Regions from separate parts of the Rattus norvegicus genome. Here regions 2 and 3 are each linked to region 1. The links are chromatin contacts, called in public Hi-C maps. All regions are on one chromosome and are shown on one strand. The core of a region is the stretch at or near the end of the contact, and the rest is flanking DNA. Distances in the headings are between cores, read along the strand shown.

Evidence for each region. Hi-C and Micro-C count contacts between places; a contact is called where the count stands out from the background.
Region 2: a contact with region 1 is called in a Hi-C map of the A7r5 cell line, with 2.9 times the contacts expected there. The contact joins the enhancer-like site here to the promoter of Rnf217 in region 1. A contact is called at or near these places in 2 of 12 Hi-C or Micro-C datasets (the A7r5 cell line and mammary epithelial cells).
Region 3: a Hi-C map of liver shows a contact between it and region 1, with 4 times the contacts expected there. The contact joins the enhancer-like site here to the promoter of Rnf217 in region 1. A contact is called at or near these places in 6 of 12 Hi-C or Micro-C datasets (the A7r5 cell line, Schwann cells, kidney and 2 more).

The regions. Positions count from the first base shown.
Region 1 is chr1:27,833,698-27,838,730 of GRCr8, forward strand. Rnf217 (ring finger protein 217) reads left to right here and starts at 2,044. Exons shown (of 6, transcript NM_001106204.1): 1 at 2,044-2,465. The coding sequence starts at 2,358.
Region 2 is chr1:27,734,272-27,739,304 of GRCr8, forward strand. No RefSeq gene overlaps it. Among named protein-coding and RNA genes, the nearest start is that of Rnf217, 99 kb to the right of the region's middle. Within about 2 kb of position 1,985, at least 2 of the 93 cell types and tissues checked have an H3K27ac peak or open chromatin away from gene starts, as enhancers often do. A contact at or near this core is called in the A7r5 cell line, where this site is marked.
Region 3 is chr1:27,909,709-27,914,741 of GRCr8, forward strand. It overlaps Rnf217 (ring finger protein 217), which reads left to right. Exons shown (of 6, transcript NM_001106204.1): 3 at 2,212-2,376. Among named protein-coding and RNA genes, the nearest start is that of Rnf217, 76 kb to the left of the region's middle. Within about 2 kb of position 2,358, at least 10 of the 93 cell types and tissues checked have an H3K27ac peak or open chromatin away from gene starts, as enhancers often do. A contact at or near this core is called in kidney and liver, where this site is marked.

The DNA.
Region 1 (5,033 bases), core at 794-3,293:
TCCAAATAATTATTCTTCATTCTCCGGTCAGACAAATGAGTGATAGGGCATCTTGGAGGCATTTTACCATGCTCATGTGTACCTGAGCTTCAACCGCTCCTGACGGAAACCCACTTGGGCAATACTGAATTCTTAGTTCCCCTGTAGCATCTGTGTTTCCCTCGGAAAATATTTTAGAACAAATCAATAACAACTTCAATGCAAAAAAAGAAAAAAAAACTACAAACTTAACAGCTTTTTCCTTCGACATGAATGTGTAAATTGAATTCCCTACCAAGTTTTAAAAAATAAAAAAGGTTGGTTTCCCAAAAATGTTTTCATTGGCTTTAGAAAACTAAAACACACCAGTGTTTGGGTGACTAATACTTCCTGTAAAATAAAGATAGATCAACACATAATTATGTTCTGGCTGAGATATAATTGTTGTCTTGGAAACAGTTTTTGGGTATGGATATGGTTATGTTAATGAAAGTCTCCCAGATTCCTAATGATGATGCAGCTGATTAATTAGGCCAGGCTACCCACTTACAGGGGTTAAGAAAGAAAACAAAACATAAAACAAAAAGCCCACAAAAACAATTCCCGAGAGAACAACTGAGCAGAGGAAAAGCGGTAAATCTCAGATTAGTTAGTGCTTGTAAGTATTCTAGTTGGAGGAGTAGGCGACAAGTGCTTTTTGGGTTATTTGTGGTTTTCAAAGATCCTTCCTGTTGCACCAGGCAGAAAACAGGGAACTGGGCAGAAGGCACACCATCGCCTCTACTTCTTCAGCGTGACATCCCAGTGTGTTCTCTGTCCAGAGCCTAGGTTGCAGCCCTTTTTGTAGGAAGTTCTACTTAAAGCAGAGCACAGCGTGGTGAACTCTTAGGGGTTAGAGTGCAGCTCAGCTTAGATCACCCTCATTCCGGTGTGCGTGCAAGTGTGTGCGCGGGCACCCGTGGTGTGTGTGTGTGTGTGTGTGTGTGTGTGTGTGTGTGTGTGTGTGCAAGTGTGTGCGCGGGCACCCGTGGTGTGTGTGTGTGTGTGTGTGTGTGTGTGTGTGTGCACGTATGTATGTGTGTGGGTGTGGGAGGTGTGTGCCAAAGGGGTGGGGAAAGGGGGAGGGAGCAGAGCCCCAGGTGCTGCGTGAGGGGCGGGAGGTCTCCGGCTCCCGCCTCTCCCCCGGGGGCACCGGCCATCGCCAGCGGGCTCGGCCACCTCTCGGTGACGCCACTGGTCCCGCGACCCTCGGGATCGCCGGCTGCGCGCCCAGCCGTGGGGACAGGGATGGCGCGGGACTGACGGTCTCCTCCCCCCTCCCGGGAACTCCTCCGCCCCACCCGGGGCTCTCGGGACCGCGGCACCGCCCCGACCTGCACGCGGGCCGGGCCCCCGCAGCCTGAGGCCCTCGGCGTCCCCGAGGCGGTGCCCGGCCGCACCGGAGGACGACGACAGCGAGGAGGTGGAGGAGGAGGAGCCGGCTGCCCGCGCGCTGCGGCCCGGGAGCACGGGCTCCCCGGAGGGCGCTAGGGGCGTCCCGGCCCCGGAGGAGGGACCCGGAAGCAGAAGCGCCGCCGCGAGTGGAGCCGAGCCGCTTGCCCGCGCTGCCCGGCGCCGGCTGGGGGTCCCGGCGGCTGGATGGGCGGCGGCGGCGCGGGCCGCGGGCGGCGATGGGCGAGGAGCAGAGCACGGTGAGCGGCAGCGGCCGGCCGCGGGAGGCGCGGGCCCCTGGCGGAGGCTCGGCGGGCCAGTCCGAGTCCCCCAGGCCGCGAGGGGACCGCGCCGGGGATACCGGGCCGCGCGCCGCCGCCTCCTCCTCCTCCTCCTCACGACCGAACGGCGGCGGCGACGGCAGAGACCCGGGCTGCGTGGACGCGAGCGCTCCGGAGCCTGCGAGCAACCGGGCCCCTGCGGGGCAGCCCGCGCGACTGCCACTCACCGGGCCCCTGGACCCCCAGAGTCTGGAACTACAGCTGGAGCGCGAGGAGGAGAGAACGGGGCCAGAGGCGTCCCCCGGCCAGCAGCCCCGCGACGGGCTGCTCCTGGACGTGCTGGCCCAGCGACACCCGCCCCCCGCCAAGCCGCAAGTCCTCTGCTCTGTGTACTGCGTGGAGAGCGACCTGCCCGAGGCCCCCTCCGCCGAGTCCCCGTCGCCTCCGGAGTCCCCACCTCAAGCACCGCCGGGGCCGATTCCCGCCAGTCCGCCTGCCTCCTTTCCAAGCTCCCCGCTGTCGCTCCCGGCTGACCCCCTATCCCCCGACGGCGGCAGCATCGAGCTGGAGTTCTACCTGGCTCCGGAGCCCTTCTCCGTGCCTGGCCTATTAGGAGCTCCACCCTACTCTGGCCTGGGCGGGGTAGGGGACCCCTATGCGCCCCTCATGGTGCTGATGTGCCGGGTGTGCCTGGAAGACAAGCCCATCAAGCCCCTGCCCTGCTGCAAGAAGGCGGTGTGCGAGGAGTGCCTCAAAATCTACCTGAGCTCTCAGGTAACTCCCCACTACTCTCTGTCCACCCTCAGCCCTGATCACCATGGCAAAGCATTAAGCTTCCTAGCAAGGAAGAGGTGACCAAGTCCCCTTACCCGGGGCCTTCAGCAATTGCTAGCGTCCTAGTTGTTACTGGGTGCGTTTTACCCACACTGGTTTATTGGCTGGTTAACTCTGCTCTGAGGTTCAGGTTTTGCTTGGCAGCTACAGGAGGAATGAGGTGGATTGCCCTCTGATTATTTTGTCTGTGGATTGCATGCAAGAGCTTGTTCCGAGGAGAGGAGAAAGACTGCCTCACAGGCCTGGCATCCCAGAAACTAACAGACAGTGAGCATAAAATAAATATTTGTGGAGCTGGTGAAGAGAAGGTTTGGATTTAGTGTGTCAGGGCTGTGATAACCTGCATTGTAAATTCCTTGCCTTTGTATAGCCAGAGAAATGTAAAATAATAATAATAATAATAATAATAATAATAATAATACCACGAAAAGCTCTTGCCCACTCCTCTATATTGAAGGTAAAATACCTTTCTCCACAGAAATTTTAAGCCGTCACAGTACTTTTAGTTCTTTAAAAGAGAAACAAAACAGAAAGAGGCAAACAAAGCAGAGAGACCAGAGGTTTAACCAAACAGGCAGCCACCGAACTTCCCTCCACCCTCCTGTAAAGGGCTTGGTTTTTTTCTTGGAAAGCTTGAGAAACACTGCAGCCCTCTTCATGGTTTCCAGTCAGTGGTGTTTCTGCCACCAATTTGCACAATCCCCAATGCCCTTTGATCCCGTGTCTGATTGTCCTAGGCCCATTCATCTTTCAAAACCTCGTCTGTTCAGGTGCCAGCTTCTCTGTGACGCTGCTTTACCTCATCCTCCAGGCCCCTGCTCAGATATTTTTAAAATGCGTCTTCCAATCTTTCCTGCACTGAAATGGTTCTCGGCCTGCCTGTTTGTCCCGACAGACTGTCTGGACGCCGATTTATAGTCCGAATCGGATAGTTTCAAATGATAGTGTTTGCCTGTATTGGCTGAAGGCAGTTTGAACAGGGGTCTGAACAGTGGTTCCTGTGTATTTTTGTGGGCAGCTCCATTGATGGGGTCTGGTCTGAAAGGGTGTAGTGTGCCCAACTGGAAGTGCAAAGGCAAACTTACACAGAATGGAATGTTACACTCACAGGAGCCTGGCCCAAGTGGCTGAGATTACCCACATGCCCTGAGAGAGTATGGTGTCTGTTCTAGAATGTATCCACTAGTGGGGACTTAAGACAGGAATGTCTGCTGTTTGTTTGCGGTTGTTTCTATGACATCATCCTTGTACGGATAAGGCTGCTGTCCGTATATACAGCCTTGTGGTGGGATCCAGACATTCCCAAGAAATGGACCTTGCTCCAGAGAAGTCATGGTGAGAACAAATGCACTCAAATATGTAGCACAGAGTAGCATCTAATGAAGTGTAAACACCAATACCAAGGAGTACTTAGCTTTTATTTGTTTATTTAGTCGTTCACTTATTCATTCATTCATTCATTCATTCATTCATTCATTCATAGGCAGGAGGTTGCTGTGTGGCCCAGTGTGGCCTTTTAACTGGCTAAGTACCCCCAGATTGGCCTTGAACCATTGAGCTACTGCCTCTACTTCCTGAGCTCTGGAATTAACTTTGTCCTATTATGCCCAACTCCAGGCTTTAACTGTTAAGTGCTCCTTACAACCTTGTGTTCAAGGTCGGTATTTCTGGTGGGTCGATACCCTGCCTAACAGTTTGATTATTTTACAATAGGCCCTGTTCTCCGAAGCAATTTTCTTTACATTTTTTTTCAGCATAAGTTGGTTTTAGGAAGTTGGTGTTTTGAGTTGCGTTGAGAAGGGGGAGAAGGAACAGGTTGAGGGTGAAGTCCACATAGCACATACAGACAACAGACTCCTTGGAAGTGACAGCGCTTTCTGAACTGTGTCTGCCACCTTTGACATCAGGTGTTCCTGACCTCCCAAAGCAACTGGCAGGAATCTTAGCAGCAAGAAATAGACAATATTTCAAGCAGTCACAGCACAAATTAAGCCCAGAATGGCAGGCATGCTTCCACTTCAGGGTGCTTCAATATTGTCTGTTTCTAGGTGTCTGCCTCCCTGTTCCTTGGCTTGTTCCGTCTACTATTGCACCTGCGGTTCTGTACTCACACACCATCCTTGTGGTCTTCACCGAGTGTCTTCGTAGGCGTGCATGTGCATGCGTATGTGCGTGGCTTTTGCACAGTGGTTCACTTGCACAGAGACCAGAGGAGGATATTGGATGTCCTGCTCTATCTCTGTCCTCCCTTTGAGAGTCTCTTACTGAACCTTAAGTGTGGTGTTTCACATAGGCTGTCTGGCGGCATTCCTGGAACCCGCCTGGCTCTGCTCCCTGATGTTGGGGTTGCATGCATGTTCATATTTTATGTGGACGCTGGACATTTGAACTCAGATCCTCAAGACTATGTCTCTTCCTGGGTTTTAGCTTTTCTCTACAGCACTAATCTATCTTGTACCTAAGTAGATAGCTTCTGTGAAGACAGGAGTTTCTATACGGTTTTGTTAT
Region 2 (5,033 bases), core at 735-3,234, 99 kb before region 1:
ACTAATCCTTTCAACCATTCACTTTTCTCTGATCTTTCCAATAAATACACTCTAACATTTCTGTACATTTATAGTAAATACCCAAGCTTATTTAAGATCTTATGTTCAGATAAAATCAATATGAAAGCATTACTCTCTTCTATATACATGAAAATCAAGCTTCTAAGTGCTTGCTGAAGCTTTCTACTAAGATGTATGGCTCTCTATCTTATAGGTCTTCAGCATAGCCCTCTAAGGCACTGTAGTTTAGTGTCCAAATGTTAGTTTGCTCATTCATTTAGTAATGCAATCCTTCTGAGACTCCAGGATAACTGAAAGCATTTTGCAGACCTCAAGTTCTCAGAATAAAGTATACAGGAAAATAAAGACAAACCCAAAGAGGAATGAATGCCTTCTGCTATGAAACAGATAAACCTGTCTCAATTTTTTTAAGTTCTAAGATCCCTGCAATGGTGAAAAGCCTTAACCCATGTTGGAAAAACTTAATGCAACATGGACAACATGATTCTTAGTGTTCTCTGCAGAGAGCTACTGTCACTGCGAAGCTGTGTGCAATGAGCCTTTTTGCTTTAGAACCTTGGAAGCATCGTGGGAATAAGAGTCACAGTTTAGAAGGCTGAGGAAAGCACACATGTGAAGCCAGTTACAGAAGGTCTGCATCAGGATGACAGGGAGTGTGTCCTCACTTGAGTGGCACCATATATTGCGACAAGAAGTGACATTCTGTATATCAAGCTCACAATAAAAGATGAGCACTGATAGCCTCGAAAGCCTAATTGGACTGCTTCATGTACAAGAGAATCTTCTCTGTGAGGTACACCCTCTGTGTATCACATATAAGGTCCTTCTCAGCATCTTGGCCACAAACCACCAGTTTCTCACCCTAGAATCACTACCCTTGACCTTCAGGTAGCTTTCAAACATTCTTTGCCTTGTCTTCTTAAATTCTAAATACAGGTAAAACAAAATCAAATTTCTGACCATGACATGAAAGACACATCCACACAAGGCCCATGAGTTACCCCAGTTCCATACACAGACATGGTTCCTAACATGTTTTCCAAAGCCCTTCTGGTCCTCAGTGACCCACTGAAAGCCTTCCAGCCACACCTTAGAATTGCAATATAGGAGGAAATGGGTCCTTTGTGAAAGGCAAGAACAGAATAGCCTTTTCTTCTATTTCTCTGATTTCAGAAAGGGAGGAGAACTAAGAACATGGATAAGGAAAGAGGTAGATGATAGCACAGTAGGACAAGCATAGCAAGTAAGAAGAGAGAAGACGTGACTGTCTTCTTGATGTCTCAAAAACTGTTGCACTTGAACTGTTAAAAGCAACAAACTATATTAGGTGGAATTCTCTAAGTTAGAAACCCTACAGTTCTTCAGATCCCACAGGCTCAAATCAAAGCATGGACTGGTCCCTAGTAATTCCTGGAGGCTCTCCGAGGGATTCTGTCTCCAGGTTTGTGAATATTTTTCCCAGAATGCAGAGCCACGCAGCCATACAGCAGCACCTGCTAAGTTGCCAGCTGTGGCAGGATGTTCTTTTCAGTTCCCTGAGCCTGCTGGCACTCACATAACCTGGAGTCAAGTGTTTCTCATTCTTTGATTGTCTCTGATGTCTTCTTCATTATGGTTCTGGAATATCCTGCCTTCCTTTCCTGGTTATTTGTGTTTGTTTGTTTGTTTGTTTGTTTGCTCGCTTGCTTGCTTTGGTTGATTTTTTTAAGACAGGTCGTATGCAGCCCCTTCTTACCTCAAATTCCCTCTCTAGCTGAGAATGACATTGAACTTCTGATCTTCCTTAGAGTGGGGAGCACAAGCAGGAAGGCATTGTTGTGACTGTTTTAATACAGTGGCAGAGACAGGAGCCAAGGCTTTCTGCATGCTATACAAGCACTGTACCAATTGAACTACATCCCAGCCCGGCTATGACTACAACAGTAATAAAGAGTCTAGGCAAATAAAGCCAGAGACACACTAAAAAGTGAGTTTTGAGGCACTATCCAAGGATTTAAATATAAGATAATTTATTTCAATAAATGCGATACAAAGTCCTTTAATGCTATTAAAGCAATATGTTTGCTGGCTTTTTTTTTCCATTACACACATACTTTTTACTCATCACTCACATAAGTAATGAAAACACAATTTTTTTGTATTTTTATGTAAAATAGCACTAATTAAATGCTGAAAATACTTGGTTATAGAGAATGAAGTTATTTCCCTCTTGTTAAAAACACATCTTGCTTTCTCTGTATTGCTAAAAATTTAGGGCTCATGCCCAAGGCAATCCAGATGATCAACTGTTTTGATTATCAGTCACTTACCATATGATCCAGACTGTTTCTTTTTCTGATAATTATATTCATATCTACTTTATTCATTTGTAATTTCACCTATGCTTAGACAGATTTATGTATCTGTAATTTCATCAGTTTAGACATCAAAACAGAAACATTGGTAATTTGCAAAGTTCAACCAAACATTGTACAAACCATTTCATGACTTATATGCAACAGTTTCTATATCCAGAAGAAGAGGAGGAGAAATAGGAACAAAAGGAGGAGGAAAAGGAAAAGAAAAAAGAAGATGAGGAGGAATGAAGAAGAAGGAGGGGGGAAGAGAAGGAGAAGAGCAAGAAGAAGAGGAGGAGAAAGAAGAGAAAGGTGTCCTTTAAGGTGTGAGTGATTCAGTCAATAAGATGATTTAAAGCATACAAAGAGGAATTAACCCCTCATTGATCGATAATATACCTTTATCATATTCCCATAGAAAGCAAAAATACGTGACTGGGTATTTTTGTGCCTCTTTCTCTCTGTGAAGCTCCTAAAACAGAATTTTTCCTACTCAATTCCGAATCTTTAAGAATTGTACTGTGCAGGTGATAAAATTGAGCAAGCCACAGGGATCAAGGACACCACAAGAACTCGGGTCAACTAACATAACAGGGGTTCAGAGACACTGGGCCACCAGGGAGCATGCATGGGCAGGACCTAGGTTCCCTACACATGTGCAGCAAATGTGCAGCCTGGTCTTCATGTGAATATGAAGTGGAGCAGGACTGTCTCATCTCTACTCCCTGCTTTTGATCCACTCCCCCTAACTGGACTGCCTGGTTTGGCCTTAATAGGAGAGGATGTGCCCAGTCTTGCTTGAACTAGATGTCCCAGTATGAAGTGGTAGACAAGGGGATAGGGGGCTCCCATTCTCTGAGGAGAAGGGGAGAGGACAATGGAGGGAAGGAGGAGGGGTTTGTAAAGGTGGAACTGGGAGGGAAAAGGTGACATAAGGTAAATTCCACTGTGGTTCCCGGTGGTTGAGCAGACTAAGAAGTGAGTACGAGTGCCTCCACAACAGCTATAAAACCGCTGCTAAATGGCAGTGGTTTTCTTCATGTCTAATATTGCATGACCTTTATCATAGAGGTTGTATTTTAATAATAATCACATGCAGAATCCTCTTAACTAGAAGATGTCCAAATCAAAGCATTCTCAGTAATAGAGTTACGAGTTTATTATAAAATGAGAGCATCAAGAAAAAAAAAAATCCAAATCTCATGAACCCTAGCACTTATTTTTTTTAATCACTTCCAGGCATTGTGTGTCTTATGTCAGAGTTCATTCACTGTTTATATCTATTACAACAGATCCTTTACGTTTTCATTGCCTCCTTTTAATCATAAAGGCTTGAAAAGACACGTAATTATCTCATAACCGCACAGCTAGAGATTAATAGATGATGCATGTGACCACAAAAGCCAGAATTCTCAGTCTTTACCCTTGTCACTCTTCACTTCTCAAATCTTGACTCTTTGCTTTAGTGATTGATTTATTTGTTATGTGTATGTAGGTGTGCTTACACACATTTATGTATATCACGTAGTTGTAGGTGCAGGTTTCCAAAAGACTCAGAAGGCATCAGATCCCCTAGAACTGGAACCACAAGAGGCAGTAAGTGAGCTGATGTGGGTGCTTGGAACCAAACCTGGGTTCTCAACAAAAGCTATAAGTGCTCATAACCAATGGGCCATCTTGTCAGCCCCCTCATCTCCTCTTTTCTGCATTAAATTTGTTCAGATGTTTATTTTTATAATAGGATTCAAACACCTGAAAATGTTTAATGCATTGAGTTTGTTTAAAATTGATTTATTTAAATTTTATTTCATCCACTTATTTATTGGACAGCATTGTACTACGTAGCCTCCACTGACTTGAAATTTCATATATAGACCAACTAACAGAGATCTGCCTACCTCTGCCCATTGACTGTTGGGATTAAAGGCTGTGCCATTCATATTAATATTTTAAAATACATTTTGTGTATATCTAAACTAATTTTGCTAGGAATTTGAATAAAGTTTTACTTAATCTACATACCGATATGGAGAAAAGCTGTGCTCAGACTTTTAGCCCAAAACGGGATATGTCATTTTAAGTCATTTCTTTTGTCAGTGCTAAAGAAGGTTTTCAGCATCTGCATACTGTGTGTCTCAGTAGGTATATACTGAGTTTGTTGTTTTACATGTATTTGTTATGTTTTTAATTTCTGGTTCTTCATCTTTCTTATTAACAGACTAAAATACTAATGATTGGTGTGCTGTTCTTAAAACTGTTGTTCTTCTATCCTATAACTTTGTCTTAGGGTTTCCACTACTGTAAAGAGATCCCAGCACCAATACAATTCTTATAAAAGATAACATTTAATTACAACTGACTTACAGGTTCTGAGATTCACTCCATTATCATCATGACGCGAAACTGTTTACTATGTGCTTTTTCTACATCATTCTTACTAATGGACAGATCATAGAAACAGAAATTAAACAGAGACACAGTGAAATTAACAGAAGTTATGAACCAAATGGATTTAACAGATATCTGTAGAACATTTCATTCTAAAACAGATTGAGAAAGTCCCATGTATCCTATCAGATCACTATGGACTAAGGCTGGTCTTCAATAACAACAAAAACAACAGAAAGCCCACATACACATGGGAGCTGAACAACTCTTTACTCATTGATAACTTGG
Region 3 (5,033 bases), core at 1,108-3,607, 76 kb after region 1:
GTTAGCTGGGGCTGTGATTAACAAGACACCAGAACTCCTAAAGCGAACCTTTGCGTTACTGGGACTGTTGATGCTGGTCAGCTGGAGCTAAGAAATCAGTGGAGATCAAGAAGAGACCAGCATCACTGAGGGGAAATCTTCTAGGAAGTGTTTTCTGGGAGCACAGAGAGGCTATGTTCCAGTGCCCCCAGCTGGAGAGCAGGTATCACATCTCACATTCAAACCAGTCCCGGTGGGAAGGAGGAACTATGATGCATCTGTGTGAAGATAATTTTATTCCAGAAGGCAAACTCCATGTGGTGGGCCTGTGGTTGTGAACTGGCATCTCCTGAGGGCAATAGCTGAACACGAGGCAGCGTTGGTATCTGCATTGATATAAGGCTGATTTTGAGTGTGGTTAATGTCATAATGAATAAGGCATCGTGGCATCTTCAGACAAAAACCAGGTCTATAACTATTCAGGTATATTCTCTGAGGTCAAAGTTGCTATCGTCCTATATTATTTTAGCTCAGTATGAATTTTTATTATTCATAGTTACTTCAGATCTTGCTTCACAGTGGCTCTCTCAGTTTGTCTCCAAATCTGTGTTGGTAAGAATTAGTAGGACTTTTTGTTTTGTACCACATTCTCTGGTGTAGGCACCAGGTGCCTGACTCCTTCACTATGATACCTTAATATAATTGAATATTTCTAATTATCATTGTTCAAAAGCTGTAGATGTAATTCAACTTTTGTCTATAAGAATCCTTGAGCCATTGTAGTGTCCCACCTTTGTGAAGTGTTTCCTGGTCTCAAAGTAACTATACATTACTTCTTCTATTCACTAATAAATACAATATAAATCTGATTTAAAACCCTGCAGGGGAAGGAGACAGCAGTGTATGTTTGTCTGTGTCTGAGTATCCGTGCGTACAAGTATGTTCATGCAGAGTTCAACGTTAAGCACCATCCTCCTTGAGCGTTTTTGCTTGGCCGTGTACTACATCTTACTCACTGAGCTAGGCTATACTGGACGGCCACTTGGTCCCGGAGTTACAGTTACAAGTGTGACCAACCTCTATGTCTGGCTCTTGCTAAACATGGGTTCTGGGGATTGAACTCAGATCCTCAGGCTTGTTGTTTTATTTCCTTTACAAGAGATCTTACATCTTCTCATCTGATGATGCTAGAATTTGGCGCTGGAGTTCAGGGATTCGATGGTGCGTTTATCACACCATAACGAGAATGAAGAATACTGCATGAAGCAGAACACAGCACTGCCATTCTAAAAAGATAACTTCCATGCTGAGTGGACGTCAGATGTTCCCAATGAGCATATCCATACATCGGCATTCACCACAAAGGCTTCCTTCTGATGGTGTCCTAGTGCCACCAGCAAGTCCACATACTGCACCTCTCTAACAGGACCCTCAGTGCTGGCTCAGCAGCGTGGCACCAGCACTGTGCTTTCCACTTGTGCGTTAAGCAAGCCTTCGGCGAGAAAAGCAATGGAAAGACTAGAAAGTTGGCTCGGGGGACAGGTGAATTGACAAATGGTCAAAGAGATCAGATGTGGTGCCTTCAGGATTCATTCTGTGCTTCAGTGGGGGGAGATTTCAACAACCAAATTGTTTTCAAAATGAAAACGCCTCATGCTTAGTTAATGCCTGAGTAGTCTCTGAACAACAAACTATCCTTTCAAAACGATGTTTTCCTCTTTCAGTAGCAGAGTGTTTCTATTTTAGTGGGAAGCTTTTCTGGTTTTGGGAAAAATATGTCAAATAATAAGCTTTTGGTTAATTTCCCAAAGCACTGACATTCTTATCTTTGAGGCACTATGCTGGTTAATTTTTTTGTCAACTTGACACAGGTTCAGGCTGTCTGAGAAGAAGAAACCTTCACTAAGAAAATTTCTCCATCAGGAGGGCATTGTCTTCAATAATGATTGATAAAGCAGGGCCCAGCCCACTCTGGGCAGTGCTACCCTAGGTAGACGGTCCTGGGTTATATAAGAGCAGGCTGAGCAAGCCAGCAAGCGTGTTTTCCCCTGTGGTCTCTGCTTCAGGTCCAGCTGCACTCCCTTTTCTTCCCTCCATGACGGACTGTGATTGGAATGTGTAAGCCAAACAACCCCTTTCCTACCGAAGCTGCTTTTGTTTACAGTGTTTATCACAGTGATAGAAAATACTCAGTATGCCTCATGGGTACTAATGACTGTTTCTCTTGCACAGATCCAGTGTCCCACTTGCCAATTCATCTGGTGTTTTAAGTGCCACTCTCCTTGGCATGAAGGTGTTAACTGCAAGGAGTACAGAAAAGGAGACAAGTTATTGCGTCACTGGGCCAGTGAGATTGAGCACGGGCAGAGAAATGCCCAGAAGTGTCCAAAGTGCAAGGTGAGAGAAGCCTTAGCAAGAAGGGAGTGGCGTCCGCATTTAAAGGGACAGTACTTGCAGCATGGACGTGGATCATGTGCATAACTGTGATCAGGTGTGAGGGGGCTCTGCCATTTCGTTCTTAAAGAGTAATTGGACTGCGTATCAAACTGAACATACAGTCACATAAATGGCGACTATTAGTGCCATTAGCATCCATCGCAGCCTGACATTTTTATCTTAAGATTTACTTTAGAAAGTTATGTGTGTGATTGAAAAGAATTTGTGCTGTCTTCCAACAAATTTACTCTTAGGCAACCATATTGGGCCTTATTTTCTTTAAGAATAATTTTTTTAGTTACTTCCTTGATATCTAGCACTAGATAAATGAAATTTAAATTATTATAAAAAATAATAATGGTGAATTCAAATTGTAGCAATAGCATTTTATAAACTAATAAATTATTGAGCATGTAATGTTTCGCTGTGCCAAATTTATATCCAGTCTTATACATATAGGCAGTAAGTAGTGTAGTGTGACATTTGTGCTGTATACTTAGTGACAAGAAGAACTCTTTGAGAGAAGTCCTTTCAGTGTTACTCAGGCTGAACTGGAACTCCTGGGTTCCAGTGGTTGTCTTGTCTCAGCCTCCATAGCTGGGACCTCCAGACTAGCCTGACTTAATTCTTGAGGTTGGTCCCATTCCAGTCTTTATGTCTGTGCTGAGCCAATGGCTCTGCGTACATCAGTGTTTGCCCCACTGTAGAGCAGGTATGAGATGAGACGGCTCGCCCTTCTCTTGCCTAGCACTCCATTCAGAGAACTTCTCAGTTTCAAACCCAGGCCAGGCCAGTAGGTGCTGGGGAGCTACTCACTCTATGGAACACTTTCCTCAGGAGTCTACCTCCCATCTTAAATAGTCATAAAAGCAATTTCCACTTAGTATGGCTCTCAAACTGTACCCCGAACACATGGCCCCGTGACATACAGAGGAGGGTACCATCCGTATCCTAACCTAACAGTGAGCGGAAGGACGGAGGAAAAGCAGCTGGTTACTAACCGCGGGCTCTAACAATGGCTGCAGTTTCCACGAATACAGATAAATAGCTCAGAGACCGTGGGGAGGGCGGTAGCCCATAAAGCAGGTAAAGAGGCTTTCAAAAGGACCGCCCTTTAAACAGCCCAAAGGAAGGAGGCATGGGGCCACCCACATGACGCCTGAAAACTACCATAAAGCGTAGGTCAGTGTAAGTCATTTTTATGACTTGTTTTGACTGCAAACCTGTTTATTTCCTTCCATATGTGACTTTAAAGCTCTATATTTTCTGATTTTGTTTTGTTTTGTTCTTGAAATCACTACCCCTCTTTTTCTTTTTTCCTACTAGGAATTAAGGAGAGAGGTTTGGTGAGTTAGTGTTTTATACTCTAAGAGCACTTTTCACAAAATATCCATTAAAATTTACAAATATGAAAAAGGAAACCATCTGAAAGAGGTTTTTTCAAAGATTTTTCATATACAATGCTTCCAAATGAACAATTCATTTTCATGTAAATAGACTCAATACTTGTAACAAAATGTATTTGAATTTTGTTTTTACCAAACTTACTTATATTTTTGCATTCTGTTGTTGTGTTTTAAGTTAATTTTATAGTACTAATAGTAATTTGTATTTTGTGTTCATTTCTAAACTCATAAACTTGATAGGATTTGGGGTGAGAGGGAAAGCACCCTACTGCACCACCATATCCGCTATCTCCACAGCCCATGGCCTTCTGAATTCACTTTTATGACGGGCCTTAGTTCCCGATGTAACCACTCAGACATTTCTAATATCAGTAAACATTTCTGGAACCTGTGTCCTCTCCGCTTAAGTGTCCTTTCCCTGATGTTTGCTTTCGTTTGCCATACTACACACAGGACATGAGCAGTGTGTGCATGGATACATCTTCGTTCCCGTTTAACCGGTGGCATGTGCTATTGTGAGCTACCGAGTGTAGGGACGCAGGCTCTCCATATTTGGTGGATAATGTCCCATTACTGAATTCTAAAAGCACTGAAACAGCTTAATTCCCAGAAATGTCTGCAGATTTCTGGTGAGCTTTTCTTTCCTATTCAGAGTTCAAGAATACTGTTACTCATTTGCAAATTTAGTAATTGTGACATACATCCTCATACTGGCATTTCCTTACTTGCTTATAAGCTAAATAAGTATTCACGTTCTTTGGTGTTCGTCACGAACTCTTACATTTTCCGTTTGTATCAGTTGACCGTTTGAGTGGGCTAGGCTGAGGCGTTCTTGTTTGCATCAAATTCTATGAGCTCTCCATTTCAAAAATTTAACTCCTTTTATAGAATATTTTCTCTGCTTGTTTTTTCTTTTTTTCTTTTACTTAATTGACTTGCACACATTTTTAAAAGTTTTATTTGTCTGAATTCTTTCTTTGTACATACATACAAGCACACACAAATATCATGCACACATATATTTTTATTTACATGTTTTCCTCATGCATTTGCTTGTAAGCTTAAAAAGTCGCTTATCATCCAAAAGTTTGATATAAAAGTTTAATACAAGTGTTTATTTTCTTTCTTTCCTTTTAGCTTTTGACATACCAATATTTTAACTTTCAAATTTTAATCTAACCATAACTTATTTAGTGTTTATTATTAATCAGA